2 separate regions of the Mus musculus genome follow, and region 2 is linked to region 1. Evidence: chromatin contacts called from public HiChIP or PLAC-seq data. All regions are on one chromosome and are shown on one strand. Each heading gives the region's core, a stretch centred on a gene start, on an enhancer-like site or on the middle of the called end of the contact. The rest is flanking DNA. Distances are from core to core; before and after follow the strand shown.

What was found. HiChIP or PLAC-seq counts read pairs in DNA pulled down with a chosen protein or histone mark.
Region 2: an H3K4me3 HiChIP or PLAC-seq map of bone marrow-derived macrophages shows a contact between it and region 1, with 5 times the contacts expected there. The contact joins two enhancer-like sites. A contact is called at or near these places in 1 of 15 datasets of contacts at CTCF or cohesin (the NIH/3T3 cell line), 1 of 484 Hi-C or Micro-C datasets (bone marrow-derived macrophages) and 4 of 115 datasets of contacts at active chromatin or transcription factors (bone marrow-derived macrophages, embryonic basal ganglia, liver and 1 more).

Annotation. Positions count from the first base shown.
Region 1 is chr5:64,333,819-64,340,769 of GRCm38.p6, forward strand. Tbc1d1 (TBC1 domain family, member 1) reads left to right here. Exons shown (of 22, transcript NM_001310611.1): 19 at 1,460-1,619; 20 at 5,744-5,913. Among named protein-coding and RNA genes, the nearest start is that of Gm43837, 41 kb to the right of the region's middle. Within about 2 kb of position 3,318, at least 140 of the 459 cell types and tissues checked have an H3K27ac peak or open chromatin away from gene starts, as enhancers often do. A contact at or near this core is called in bone marrow-derived macrophages and liver, where this site is marked.
Region 2 is chr5:64,880,782-64,887,732 of GRCm38.p6, forward strand. Gm31889 (a long non-coding RNA gene) reads left to right here. Exons shown (of 5, transcript XR_001784867.1): 3 at 239-299; 4 at 6,004-6,227. Among named protein-coding and RNA genes, the nearest start is that of Gm31889, 4.7 kb to the left of the region's middle. Within about 2 kb of position 3,715, at least 181 of the 459 cell types and tissues checked have an H3K27ac peak or open chromatin away from gene starts, as enhancers often do. A contact at or near this core is called in bone marrow-derived macrophages and liver, where this site is marked.

The sequences.
Region 1 (6,951 bases), core at 2,068-4,567:
TATGTTTTCCTCCTTCCTTCTCTTTCTCCCTCCCTGGAAAGTGGGACTAGAGGTGGAATTTAAATCCAGGCCTGTCTGGCTCTAGGACCTTCCCTCACGTCCCTTCCCTTAGCCTTCTATGGATGTCTCTGGTGCTTCGGACCCTGTGATCTGTTCTGTTTTCTGCCTGGCATCCTCTCTCCATCCACTGTCATCATCCAGGGCTCAGCTCCACTGTCAGGAACTGTATCCCAGAAGCTCCTCCTGCCTGTGCTGGCACTGTCCCTCATTTCCACTCTTGACAGACAGACCATGTCTTGCTACCTTGTCTCATGCCTTCAGGACAACACAGTTCCTGCCATAAACCACCCTAGTTATTTACTTCCTAGCTTCTCATATCCTGATTTCCTTAATGAGAGAAGATTTTGTTGAGTTATACCCCTAGCTGCTAGCAGTTCCTGGAATGGAATAGAAACCCTGTCAGTATTTGATTTATGAGCAAGTTCATCAACAGAAAAGCAAGCTGGGCTGGGTGCTGTAAGCCCACCTTTAGGAGGCTGAGGCAGAAGAATCCAAAGTTGTAGGCTGTCCCGGCCTGTATAGTGAGTTTACCCTATAGGTGAGCGCCATGGAAGGCCCGGTCTCAAAAACAGACAAACAGAAAAGTCTAGATGTAGCGCAGTGGTTGTTTCCCAACCCCTGGTGAAGTCCTGGGTTCCAGCCCCACCTTCCAGGCAGGGCGGGAGGAGGGCCAGACACAACAGTACACCCAGCTCATCAAGCACTGTGCTTGCTGCTTTCCAGAGGTGGAGAAAGCTCTGGGCCCTGATCTGGGAGTATCCAGAGCATTACTTATTAGCTGGTCGTCCATTCATTTCCCAGCAGGGTTCTGTAACTTCAGGGCTTTAGAATGTACCATTGGAGCTAAGGACTTTGTTTGAAAATACCAGGATGCGTTATTAAAAGTTCATTTGGTTTTTCCTGTAAGCTTGAACTATGTGAACATGAATCTCACAAAGGGAAGGCAGCCACTGTGAGACTTGACTCTCACCTGTAGACTGACTCTGGGAGTTGACTGTTGAGCACAGAGAGAGAGGGCTCACTCTCTGGGACCATGATGAAGGGGCCCTTGGTTCACTCCTAGCAGGAGATTTTTGTTCCAAATTCCCCTTGGTTAGAGTTTTTCTAAGAATGTAAGGCAATTGTTTAGATCTTTGCACAGGCAGATGTTTAGGGTCTCTTAGCTGGGGAGCACAAGGGGAGGACGCTGGAGTGGAAGCAGACCCAGCACTAGTGCTCTAGGCTTCTACTGATCAATGGGAGCCTGTTCCCAGGAAGCTTGGGTGGATGCATTAGGTCAGTGGATACTCTAAGCCAAATAGAGAATTGACAGGGCTAAACACCGCCCCCCCCCAATGAGTAAATCTATACATGTAGTTGGTGCTCAGTTCCCAGCCCCTATGGACGTGTGTTCCTACAGATCCAGATGTACCAGCTGTCACGGCTCCTCCACGATTACCACCGAGACCTCTACAACCACCTGGAAGAGCACGAGATCGGCCCCAGCCTCTACGCGGCTCCCTGGTTTCTCACTGTGTTCGCCTCACAGTTCCCACTCGGCTTTGTAGCCAGAGTCTTTGGTGAGCTTCCTCCATCCATCTGCCAGCCAGCGTTCCCCTGTCACAAAGCAGCGTCATTGCTACCCTGGTGGTTTGCTTGGTCTTTATAGCTATATAGTCAAGCTTGGAATGGAGACTTTCAAGTCCTGTTGAACTTTTGATAACCCTGGCCTGGCCTAGGGCAGGTCCCATTAGTCACCTCTCCTACTTTCAAACACATGCAATTACACTTTTACAGATTTATTTTAGAACTTGAGAGGAGATTTGTGTGTGCGCATGTGCACTTATGAATACTTATGGATATGGTAGCCAGGGAGTGATAGCAGGTATCTTCCATTAGCCCTCTCCACATTATATTTGAGACATTGTCTCTCATTTTTTGGCCGGCCAGTAAGCCCTAGAGAATCTCCTGTCTCTACCCCTCCAGACTGGGCTTGCACCATGATACCCAGTTGTCATGTGGTACTAGGGTTCCAAACCCAGGTCCTCTTGCTTATATGGCAAGTGCTTACCATCTCTCCAGCCCCTCAGAGAGCATCTCAAGGGATTGTTCGCAAACAATACACTATTTTGTATATACTTGACTAGACATGATTCCTAAAAATGCTGAAACTTTATGTTTTTAAATTTATGTTTATTTTGTGTATATGTATGTCCCTGTCACGGTGTATGCCATATGTATGCGAGTGTCTGAGAGGCCAGAAAAGTGCTGTGTGTCCTTTGAAATTGGAATTAAGGTAGCGTGAGTGCCTGCCATGGGGTGCTAGGAGTTGAGTTTGTATCCTCTGGAAGAGCAGAGAATTCTCTTAACCGCTGAGCCATCTGTCTGCCCTGAACACTTGTCTTTGAGTAAGCCTTGGCTTCCTTTTCCTCCTCTCCCAGTAGAGTGAGGGACTGTTACCTTTATCTCTTTGTCCACAGGAACCTTTGAAGACTCCCCTCTGTGACTGGAATCTGTATTTTTAAAGTGCTATTACCCTCTTTTGTATAACTCTCTCCCCAGATTGAATTACCACAGTAAGCTAGAGAGTAGAATTTATCTTGCAGTTAGGCAAATTATGAGATTTTATGACATTTAGACCACAGGTAAGAAAAATAAAACCCTTGGGCCAGGTGTGATGACTCACACCTTTAATCCTAGCACTCCAGGAGGCAGAGGCAGGCATGAGTTCGAATCCAGCCCGGTCTACAAAGCAAGTTCCAAGACAGCCAGCTCTGTTATAGAGAGAAACCTGTCTCAAAATAAATAAATAAATAAATACATACATAAATACATAAATAAATGCTTCAAAACAGGGTGCTTGCTATACTGACAAAGAGTTACAGGATGTATCTCTAGCTGTGGGCTTCAGTTCTTGCCAATAACTTCTGAGTTTTTGTTTCCTGTACCTTAGAAATGGAAAAAACAAACAAAAAAACCTGCCCTCACACCCTTCCCCTTTGTCTTAATCTGTTCTCTCTGTGGGTCATGTGAGGACTAGAACGAGGGCAACGGGGGCGGGGAGAGCTGGCTGTTGACAGGCTGAGAACAGCTGAGAAGTTGAATTCCATGGTTTGTGGGGAAACTGCCAAGGGGGCTGCACTGACCACAGACTTAGCTACCAGGGATGAGTGGCAGCCCTGCCTGGGCCAAGCAGAGCTGCCACCTGCAGGGACAGTGCTGGGCTCCAGGGGAGCAGTCTCATTAGGCTGTGTAAGCCGCTGAAGGACTGGGAAAGCAAGCAGCCTCCTCCTCCCTGGAGCTGGGAGCCTTCCTGCCGCAGAATCACTTGGAGCTCTGTGCAGCATGTTCTCGTGACTTAAATTCTAATAATAAAAGCTGAAACCAGTTCAGGCAGGATGTTTTTCTCTGAAGGAGTGATGAGTCTTCGAGTTTTATATACAGTGTGCCTAAAAAATGCCAATGTCTGCAAAATTCCTGGAGCCCACAGCTCCCTGCTGTACTAGTGGGTTCCTGACTGACTAACAAGGGCTCCTGGGAGTGCAGGCAGGAAGCAGGGGCCCAAAGAAGGCTGTGTGCTATGACATCCCACCAGGTGCTTTTGCATAGCCCCCCTCAGCCTGTTCCACTGGAAAGGTAGATTGTCCCAGCTGTTTTCCTCAGCCTGCTTGTTGAGCTCCATACCGTGAGTAGTCTAGTTGCCTGCTTTTGCCATTCAGGCTCTTAGACATTTCTGGCCTGGACTTTTTTCATTATTAGCCTTTAAATCCAGATAAATCCTAAAGCAGGTGAACCTTTGTCGGCAATTCTGTTTACACCTGAATAGACAGTTGCCAATTTGCAGAGTCAACCAGATGACTCAGCAGCTAAGGGCTTTTGCTGCCAGCCATGATAGAACCAACATGAGTTCAGTCCTAACATGAGTTTGGTCCCTAGAACCCACATGGTGGAAGGAGAGAACTGACTCCAGCAAGTTGTCCCTCATCTTCCCATAAGTGTCAGGGCATACATACAAATACAATCAACCAATCAATCAATCAGTCAATGAGTGCAAAGAGATCCCCAGCTTGCACCAACACAGCTCCCATATTAATTAATAGGTCACCACCAAAGAAGGACATGCTTCTTGAGAGGCAGCTTCTGTCAGTGTGTGTGCCTTGACCCCATGGTGAGCACACTGAGCTAGATGTCCGTCCTCTGTCCAGTCCCCATGGCCTCATTTCTAATCTGAGTGGAACAGGGACCTTGGAAGAAACACTTGCCCTGGTGCTGACAAGATGGCTCAGAGGCTAAGAGCACAGATTGCTCTTGCAGAGGATACAAGTTCAGTTCCCAGCACCTCTATCAGGCAGCTCAAAACTGCCTATGATTTTCCATTTGCACAGTTCTGACGACCTCTTTTGGCTTTCACAGTCACCTGCACACACATGCACATAAACACAGGCACATAAATATAAAGTGAAATAACTTTTTTTTTTTAAGAAAGAAAAATAATGTTTACTCTGTTCACCCTCTGACCACATGTGCCTTTGGGAAAAATAGCTGTCTGTCCTGCTGGAGGGGTCGGGCTGCAGGGTTCGGCTCCTGGTTCGTCTGTGGAATGCCCTGCCGGGGAGGCTAAAATGAAGAGGAGTGTAAAGCTGAGGGCTTGACACAAGTCACAGGAGCTTTAGAATGAAAACGGAGTCAGAAATGAGAGTTGTCCTGTGGCCGGGGAACCACTAGCCTGCAAGCAGTGTGACATAGTGGCCACAGCGTGGTTTTGCACAGTGCGCCCTAACAGTGGTTGTCACACTGTGATAGGAAGGTGGAGGCTCCACAAGCACAGGCCTGCAGCCTCCTAGGAGAAAGTTAAGGATAGGAGAGGGTTCCCCTAGACAGAGTCAGGGGGCTGGAAAAGAGAGGCTGCGTGAGGTCACCAAGGGAGAGAGCGCAGTACCAGGGCTGTGGGAAGTCCCACAAGAGAAAGGAGGTATGTGTGTTGCTCTCAGGAGGCAGTCTGCAGTATGGTGGGATCCATCTTGTTGCACTTAAGGTTCCCTCCACCTCCTACCTGTTTCTGAACGGCTTAAAAATACAGAGAAGAGGGCTGGTGAGATGGCTCGGTGGGTAAGAGTACCCGACTGCTTTTCTGAAGGTCCGAAGTTCAAATTCCAGCAACCACATGGTGGCTCACAACCACCTGTAATGAGATCTGACTCCCTCTTCTGGAGTGTCTGACGACAGCTACAATGCACTTACATGTAATAAATAAATAAATAAATAAATAAATAAATAAATAAATAAATAAATCGTTAGGAAAAAAAATACAGAGAAGAAAGGGGAGAGTCCAGAAGGAAGAGAGCCACTGTGCCATAGCTCAGCTGGCTGCAGTGGCTTTCCAGTGCCAGGCACTAAAGTGCTTTTCCAAGCACAGTTACTGTTGCTGTTTTTATTAATTCCTGAGTACAGATATGTGATCACATGAAGATGAGTGAATGGCACAGGGGTCTGCGTTACAGCTGACATTTATTGGGTTTTAATTATTCTCACTTGCCATATTGTCTTAAGTACTGTCTGAAATAACGGGCTCTTAAAAAGGAAACATTTGTAACTTGGGCTTATATTTCCCACCCTTCTGCTCCATGAGGCAAGGAAGAGAGAATATAGTGGTATTTAGCCAGGAACTGGCAGGGTTTAACTCTGCATTTCTGTGTCTTCCCAGATATGATCTTCCTTCAGGGATCAGAGGTCATATTTAAAGTAGCTTTAAGTCTTTTGGGGAGCCATAAGCCCTTGATTCTACAGCATGAGAACCTGGAAACCATAGTGGACTTCATAAAGAACACACTCCCCAACCTGGGCCTGGTGCAGATGGAGAAGACCATCAGTCAGGTATGGACACTGGGCTCTCCAGATGCCTGCAGAGGTTCGGTGTGTTGCCTGAGAAAGAACTGCTTCTCACTACTTTGTCTTCCAGGTGGATGCTTGGCATATGGAAGCCACGTCACAGATATGTATCAAAAGATAAAATGTATGACTGGGCCTGTATGTTGTGTGTGTGAATGGCAAAAGGCCATAGGAATCCAGGTATGATCGCGTGCACATGTCATCCGTAATTTATTACAGTAAGAGGCTTCCATTCTTGTCATGGTTCTTCTGAAATACATTCGTAGGGTTCAGGATTTTGTTAAAATGAATGGTTTGGTTTTTCTTCTCAGTGGTATTAATTGCAATGTTCAGGAAGTGACTTTTCTGTAACCAAGAGACTAACCGACTGTGTGTCATTCTTTTGCTGTGCTAGTGTTACTATTGTTGGCAGGCTGTGGTATGTCTAGTTTTTAAATAGAGTAGCACCATTACTCTGAAACAGTGAATGTTTCGGGTAAATTAGCTGGGAGTTACAGTGAGAGTAGCTGATCGTGAGTGGTGTGGGTCAGGTGTGGAAGCCAATTTCGGTTCTATAGAATGATGCCTTCCCAGTAGAGATTGCTGACGATAAAAGATCAAGATGTTTAGAGGGGAGGGTCACCACCAGACTTGTACAAAGTCTGTATGGCTGAGAGAAACAGAACCAGTAGACCAATAATTATAAGACAGGGAATATTAAATTGGCTCGCATGGTTGGAGACTAGGTAGTTTAATTGCCATCTGCCTACTATTGAGCCAGAGAATTTATTAGCTGTTCAGCTCACAAAGCCAGAAGTCTCAGAGAAGCAGTGATGCAGTCATAGTCCACAGCTAGATCTGGAGATTTGTGGATTGAAGCCGAAGGAGCTGAGTCTGGTAGAGTCTGTAGTGGGTGTCGGCAGCAGCTCCCCCCACCTTTCCTCTTCCTCCTCCCCTTCCTCCTCCCCTTCCTCCTCCTCTTCCTCCTCCCCTTCCTCCTCCTCTTCCTCCTCCCCTTCCTCCTCCTCTTCCTCCTCCCCTTCC
Region 2 (6,951 bases), core at 2,465-4,964, 550 kb after region 1:
AGAGAGAGACAGACAGACAGACAGACAGACAGACAGACAGATGGGCTGTGGATTCCACCTATAACAGCCTTTTCAAGGTAGAAGCATAAATCATGCCCTTTTATGAATTAGCACATCTATAACACGCATTGAGTATCCCTAATCCAGAGTGCTCAGAACCAGAAGTGCTTTTTATCTTTCAGATTTTCTTTCAGAGTTTGGAAATTTAAACACAGACTGTCCATGTTTATGCTTCCAGTGATGACAGGATCTAGGAAAGGGACCTCAGGCCAATCCCCCGGAGGATCATTGCAATTACAGTAAGTAACGTGGGAAGGCCCTAGTTCACAGTGGGCGGGCACTGGCACTCACTGTTCCTTTGTTTCTTCTTCATATGATGTGTGTGTACAAGATATGTGTGTACATGTGTGTGCACGTAGGATGTATGCCTGGTGTGTGTATGTTTGTGTATGTGTGCATATGATGTGTATGTATGACAAGTGTGTCCATGGTATGTATGTGTGCACGGTGCAAGATGTGTGTGTACATGATGTGTGTGAGTGATATGTGTGTACATGGTGTGTGCCTGTATGATGTGTGTAGGACAGATGTGTTCATGATATGTGTGTGAGCATGGCGTGTGTGTATGCATGATGTATTAAGAGCTATCTTACTAGCCCATCCTTTGTTTTTTGACTATTGGTGTAATGTCATCAGCTGCTTCAAGCTCATGCTGCCTTGATTCCCCCACCATGGTGGACCATATCTTGACTGTAGGGTAGAATAAACCCTTTCTCTCTTCAGTACATTATGTAATTCAGATGGCAGAAATGTGTGTGTATGCATTATGTGTATGTGTGTGCATTATGCGTGTGTGCAATGTGTGTGTGTGGCATGTGGTGTGCTGTGATGTACATGTGTAGCTGAGAGGACAACACTGTGGAGTTGGTTCTCTCCTTCCACACTTTAGTGTGGCTTGGGGCATTGGATTCAGGTCTCCAGGTTTGCCTGCCAGTGTCAGTACTCAGTAAGCCGTCCCGCTAGCCTGCCAGTGTCTGTACCCAGTAAGCTGTCCCGCTTGCCTGCCAGTGTCCGTACCCAGTAAGCTGTCCCGCTTGCCTGCCAGTGTCCGTACCCAGTAAGCTGTCCCGCTTGCCTGCCAGTGTCCGTACCCAGTAAGCTGTCCCGCTTGCCTGCCAGTGTCCGTACCCAGTAAGCTGTCCCGCTTGCCTGCCAGTGTCCGTACCCAGTAAGCTGTCCCGCTTGCCTGCCAGTGTCCGTACCCAGTAAGCTGTCCCGCTTGCCTGCCAGTGTCCGTACCCAGTAAGCTGTCCCGCTTGCCTGCCAGTGTCAATACCCAGTAAGCTGCCCCACTGGCCCGTTCTTTGCCTTTTGGCTGTTGACGCAATGTGACCAGCTGCTAAAGGTCCTGCTGTCTCGACTGCCCACCATGATGGCCTTCTCTCGACTGTAGGGTAAGATTAAACCCTTCCTCTCCTACATTGTTTGTGTCACAGCAACAGGAAGTGGAACTGAGTTTCAAATGCATCCTATACTCATGGCCTTAAGGGAACTTTATCCAGTATTTTATTTGTTATTATTGCTTTTGTTATTATTTGTGGTATTTGGGGGGGGGTCAAACTTACAGCCATCCAAATGGTGGCCAAGCACTCTACCCCTATTTATATTTTTGGCATGCTGTCAGGAGCAGACTTCTCCATTTTGGACATTACATTGATGTTCAGGGTGTCAGATTTTGTCAGATGTGGTGTCTCACATCTGTAACCCTGCTATACAGGAGGTTGAGGCAAGACAGGATAGCCTGGGCTACAGAGTAAGAGTTCATTTTAGGAAAAAAAAATAATTCTGGAGCATTTCAGACTTCAGGTTTTCAAATGATAGATGCTCAGCCTGATATAGATAAAGGCTATTGTCAGGTGAGCTCCTGCAGATTAGAGTTAAAAGACCACCTGCTTCATCCTACTTGTCTATTTGTTGGGACAGAGTCTCACTGTGTAGCCCTGGCTGGCCTCAAACTCACAGAGATCCTCCAGCCTGTTTCTTGCTGTTTTGGTTTTGAAGAAAGGGTCTTTCTATGTAGATCGTGACCATCCTTCTGCCCCAGCTTCCCAAGTGATGGGACTACAGGTGAGTACCACCGTGCTGGGCTGACTCGCTGAACTGTGAAGGCCAAATAGGTAAATCCACCAGCAGTTTAGACAGCACACGATACATAGCTGGTGCCCAGTAAAAGCCAGCTCTAATAATGAAGCAGTCCTTGGCTGGAGAGATGGCTCAGCGGTTAATAGCATTGACTGCTCTTCCACAGGTCCTGAGTTCAAATCCCAGTAACCACATGGTGGCTCACAACCACCAATAATGAAAACTAATGCCCCTTTCTGGCGTTTCTACAGCATTCACACACACACAAAATAAATAAATAAATATTTAAAAAATGAAAGCAGTCCTCACCCTTAAAGAGGGATCACTGTCTAGATAATCTCTGTTTGTTTTGTTTTGTTTTCTGGTTTTTTCAAAACAGGGTTTCTCTTAGTAGCCCTGGCTGTCCTGGAACTCATTCAGTAGACCCAGTGATCTTTTAACCCTCTAGGATAATTTAGTTTTAGAAACATGAAGGTGTAAGTGGGACGAAATTCCTGAATGTGTGCTACCACTTCTGATGAAGAAAACCCCTAGATCCACCGGCAGCTCTTCTGAATTAGGGGAGAGGGCACCGTTGGGAGAAGAACTGTGTATTTTCAATGGACACTGTGTGGAAAGAGACCGCAATGGCAGACCTCTGACTACTGCTCATTTTTTTCCTTTTGACCTTTACTGAGTTGTTCTGGTAGCTCATCCTCTTCAACGAACAAGTGTAACTACTGATGTGACCACAAGATGGCACTGTAATCCAAAATTTCACAGAGGAAACCCCCCCCCCCCCCCCCCGAAAAAAAACCCTAGGTTCTTTTAAAGCTTTCTTTCCCCCAGGGTTCCTGGAACTGTTGTGTACTGGCAAGTAGAGCAATCTTGCTGAAAGGAAAGCTCTGGTTCTGTAGGTCTGGGTTGAGCCTGAAATGCTGTGTTTCTAACAGGCTCTCAGATTAGCATCTTTTATTAACTCCATCCCTGGTTCTAGGCCAGTTTAGTTTTAATTTCTCTACTGTTACACCTGATCGGAAAGGAGGGAAAACTAAATTGATGGGGAAAGGACTATGCTCTCTGTCTTTAAGAGGCAATGGGGGGGGGGGGGGAGGAGGAGGAAGAGGGAGAGATAAGGAAACCTGGGCGGTCCAATCCCCAAGACCTGTTGCAGCACACACTGCGCCCCACTGCCACCCCAGCACTGACCAGCTGAGCAGGTGCTCTGGTCAGGGTGAGCTGTGCAGAGCGCAGGGTCCTTCTTAGACCTTTCTGGCACAAAGGATTTATTTGAGAATTCAGTACAGGGTTTACAGTAAACAATGCCAGGTTTTTCAGCTAGCACTCCTAAATTCTCCTGTCAAAAGCTAAGCTAGAGATGCCAGCAGAGTCCATACTGGAAAGAGCTAGCCACAGACCGTATGACTGAATGTTAGAGCAGGAAGAGCCGCTTTGCTGATGGCATTATTCTTACATGCACAATCGTTCTATTTTAATACATGAACTTCTGCTTTCCCAAGTGAGAAGGGCTCTCAGGGAATAGCACGTGAAGTGAAACCACTTCTTGTCCACTAGGGCCCTTTGACTCCAGGCAGGCCCTTGCTTCTTGGCAGACACAGGAGTGTGTAGGAGGGAGAGGAGGTTGTTATCAATGGTTCCTGCTATTCTTCTCTGGCAGACTCTGACTTTCTATTTTCTAGATTTGGTTTTTCTCTCCCACCCCCTCCCTCTCCCTCCCCTTCCCCTTCTCCTCCCCCTCTCCCCCTCCCCTCCCCCTTCCTGCCTCTCCCCCTCCCCCTCTCACTCCCCCCCTCCCCCTTCCTTCTCTCCCCCCTCCCCCTCCCCTTCCCCTCCCCCTCCCTCAACTTCCTGTGTAGCTGAGGATGCCCCTGAACTTCTGATACTCCTGACTCTCCTCTCCTAAGTCCTGGAATTATAGTCGTGTGCCACCGTGCTTGGTCGTGTGCTGCTGGCGATAAAACACAGCCCTTCTCAAATCCTAGACAGTCTAGCCCCTGGGTTCCATGCCCAGCTCCCATATCATTTCTTCCCATTTTGTTTCCTTAACATAGTTTAAAACAAAGTTATATGAATAGCTGGCTCTTGGCTATTTATCGGTCTAGTTTAACCTTCGTCCGGCTCCTTACTCAAAAGGCCACGGCTCCTACTTCTTGGAGGCCTAGAGTAAATTAACACTGGGGGTAATGTTCTCCTCTGTCTTCTCCCCCCCCCCCAATTTGCATAAAGCCTACAGCAGACAGTTCTCGCTGTGCACACACGGGGAAGTAAAACCTGGGCTTTTATCTGGGTGTTCTTGACTTCTCTCTAACTGTATGCATGAGCTGACACGTGAAGGGGTGGGGGTGGGAAAGTGGTTTCAGGGTTGGTCAGACTGGGTAAAAGCAGGGCATCTGGAGCTAAGGATATGGTATGCCCTCCCTGTTCTCCCTGGACGGTGAGGAGAGCTCTGTACACGAGCATCTCGCGGCAGACCGGCCCCAGCACACCCATGTGCAGTATTCACAAGTTTTTGTTTTGTTATTCAACATATTATAGGATTCCCATCAAAATATGATGGCTGAATTTTATTGCATGAAAATTGCAGACAATATAATCATTAATTATAAATTCAACATTAGGGCTGGTGAGATGGCTCAGCGGTTAAGAGCACTGACTGCTCTTCCAGAGGTCATGAGTTCAAATCCCAGCAACCAACCACATGATGGCTCACAACCATTCGTAATGAGAAACAAATTTTAAAAAACTCTATGGGCTGGAGAGCGCGGGCCCAGAGAGAGCAGGGCCAGAGAAAGAGGGAGAGGGAAGAAGAAATAAAATAAAATAAAATAAAATAAAAATAAATAAATATAATAAAAAAATAAATTCAACATCAGATTACGGGGTAAAGACATGCCATACCTTTTTAAAGTTTAGAGAGTTCTCAGCCACAGCTAATACCTCCACGGAGAGAATAGAACTTCATGAGCTTGAACCCACAGTGACACTAAATCAAGAATGACATTTCATCCCCTTTCAAGTTTCAGTGAAAGCTATTCAAGGAATTGAATAAAATTCCTTGGTAAAAGAGCTTGCCAGTCCCAAGATCAACTGGTCCCAACTGGCAGAGTAATTATTGTATTTTTATGTTTAAAATCACATTTATTTATTTATGTAGAGAACAGAAGATAACCTATAGGAGCCGGGTCTCTTTCTACCAGGTGGGTCCTGGGATCAAACTCAGGTGGTTAGGCTTGGTGGCAGTCACCTCCACTCACTGAGACAATTCATTGGCCCACAAGTTGTTTCACACTGAATGCTACTGGGTCACTGCCAGTGCCTTGTCTAAAACGAGTCACATAGCCATTGGGGCAGTGGGAGGGGGAGGGGAGGACTAATGATGTCAAGCTGCATAAACCAAATATTCTCCTCTTGGGGCTGCCCCTGTGTGCATGTCCCCTGGGGAAAGTACAGGGCCGTGTGTGTGTGTGTGTGTGTGTGTGTGTGTGTGTGTGTGTGTGTGTGTTATATAGTTTCCCACGTGTAGAAGCAGTTTGATTTAAAAACATGCTTTAATCTGAGTGAACCCCCATCAGGGGCTCCCCTAGGAATCCCATGATATACAAATGAAGAAGAAGAAAGAACAGTTACTTGTGTGGGCCTTGGTCTATAAAATGGTTGCCGTGCCAGGGCAAGGGCCTGACCTGGCTCCCCAGCGTCTGTGGAAAAGCCAGGTGCATAGGTGCATTGCTGGTCTACAAAGTGAGTTCCAGGGCAGTGAGGGCTACACAGAGAAACCGTCTCGAAAAACCAAAAAATCAAGATATTATATATATATATATATATATATATATATATATATATATATATCCTTCTTGTTCTCAGCTTCAGGTGATCCCACACCACATCAGCCAGCAAGAACGGCCTATTGTCAGGCTGCCAACCTTTAATGGAGATTGGACATCAACCTCTGAGAAGACCCCTGGAGGAGTGCAGAAGCTACAGCGGGGAGCTGGTTAACCCTGAAAGCCTTTAAGGGAAGAAGGGAGGAAGATGAAGATACATATGGGTCTGTGTTGGGGTCAAGAGCCCCCTGCTTGAAGAACATAGTGAGTCCTGATAGTACCATGTTCCAGGGAATTCAGGTGGTCCTGTGGCAGAGGTTTTGCTGGCTGGTACAGCAGTGAGAACGGGGTGGGGGGTGTTAGATTGGGGAGTCATGTGGTGTTTTGTATAATCAGCAGACTCTAAAATAGTTAGTTCTAGGGCAAACCCCTGAAATCAGGCATACCCCAGGAGGAAGTTGTGGGATGTGTGTAGGTTGAAGACTTGGGGTAGAACAGGGGAATAACGGGGCAGTCAAGGCATAACTCATAAAGTGTCAGCAAAAGTGTACTTCCTGAAGGGGAAGAATGTCCCATGGGTAGATTCTGCATCCTTTGAGTATCACAAAGGCGCACCCCACAGTGGGGCAGCCTCAGCAACAGAGGCTCTACTGGAGTTCCAGAAAGCAGAGAGTCAGCAATGCCCATTGACGAATGGTTTCCTTCAGAGACTACTTGTGGGGCAGCTGTTATGCGAGATCCTGTTTCTGACTCAGCTGGATGACACCCATGAGGGAATCCAAAGATGTCCCTCTGAAACTGTTTGGATTCTAGCAGCTGACGCCAGGGAGCGGGGTGGGATAAACAGAAGATCCACAGCGGAATTTGTCGGATGGCAAAAGCTGTGGGGAGACAGAAGTCCGGTAGGTGAGCGAGCCATCCCCAGCTAGCTCAGCTGGGGTGTCTCCACGGGGAATGTAGCTGGAGATCACGGGTCATGATGAGCTGT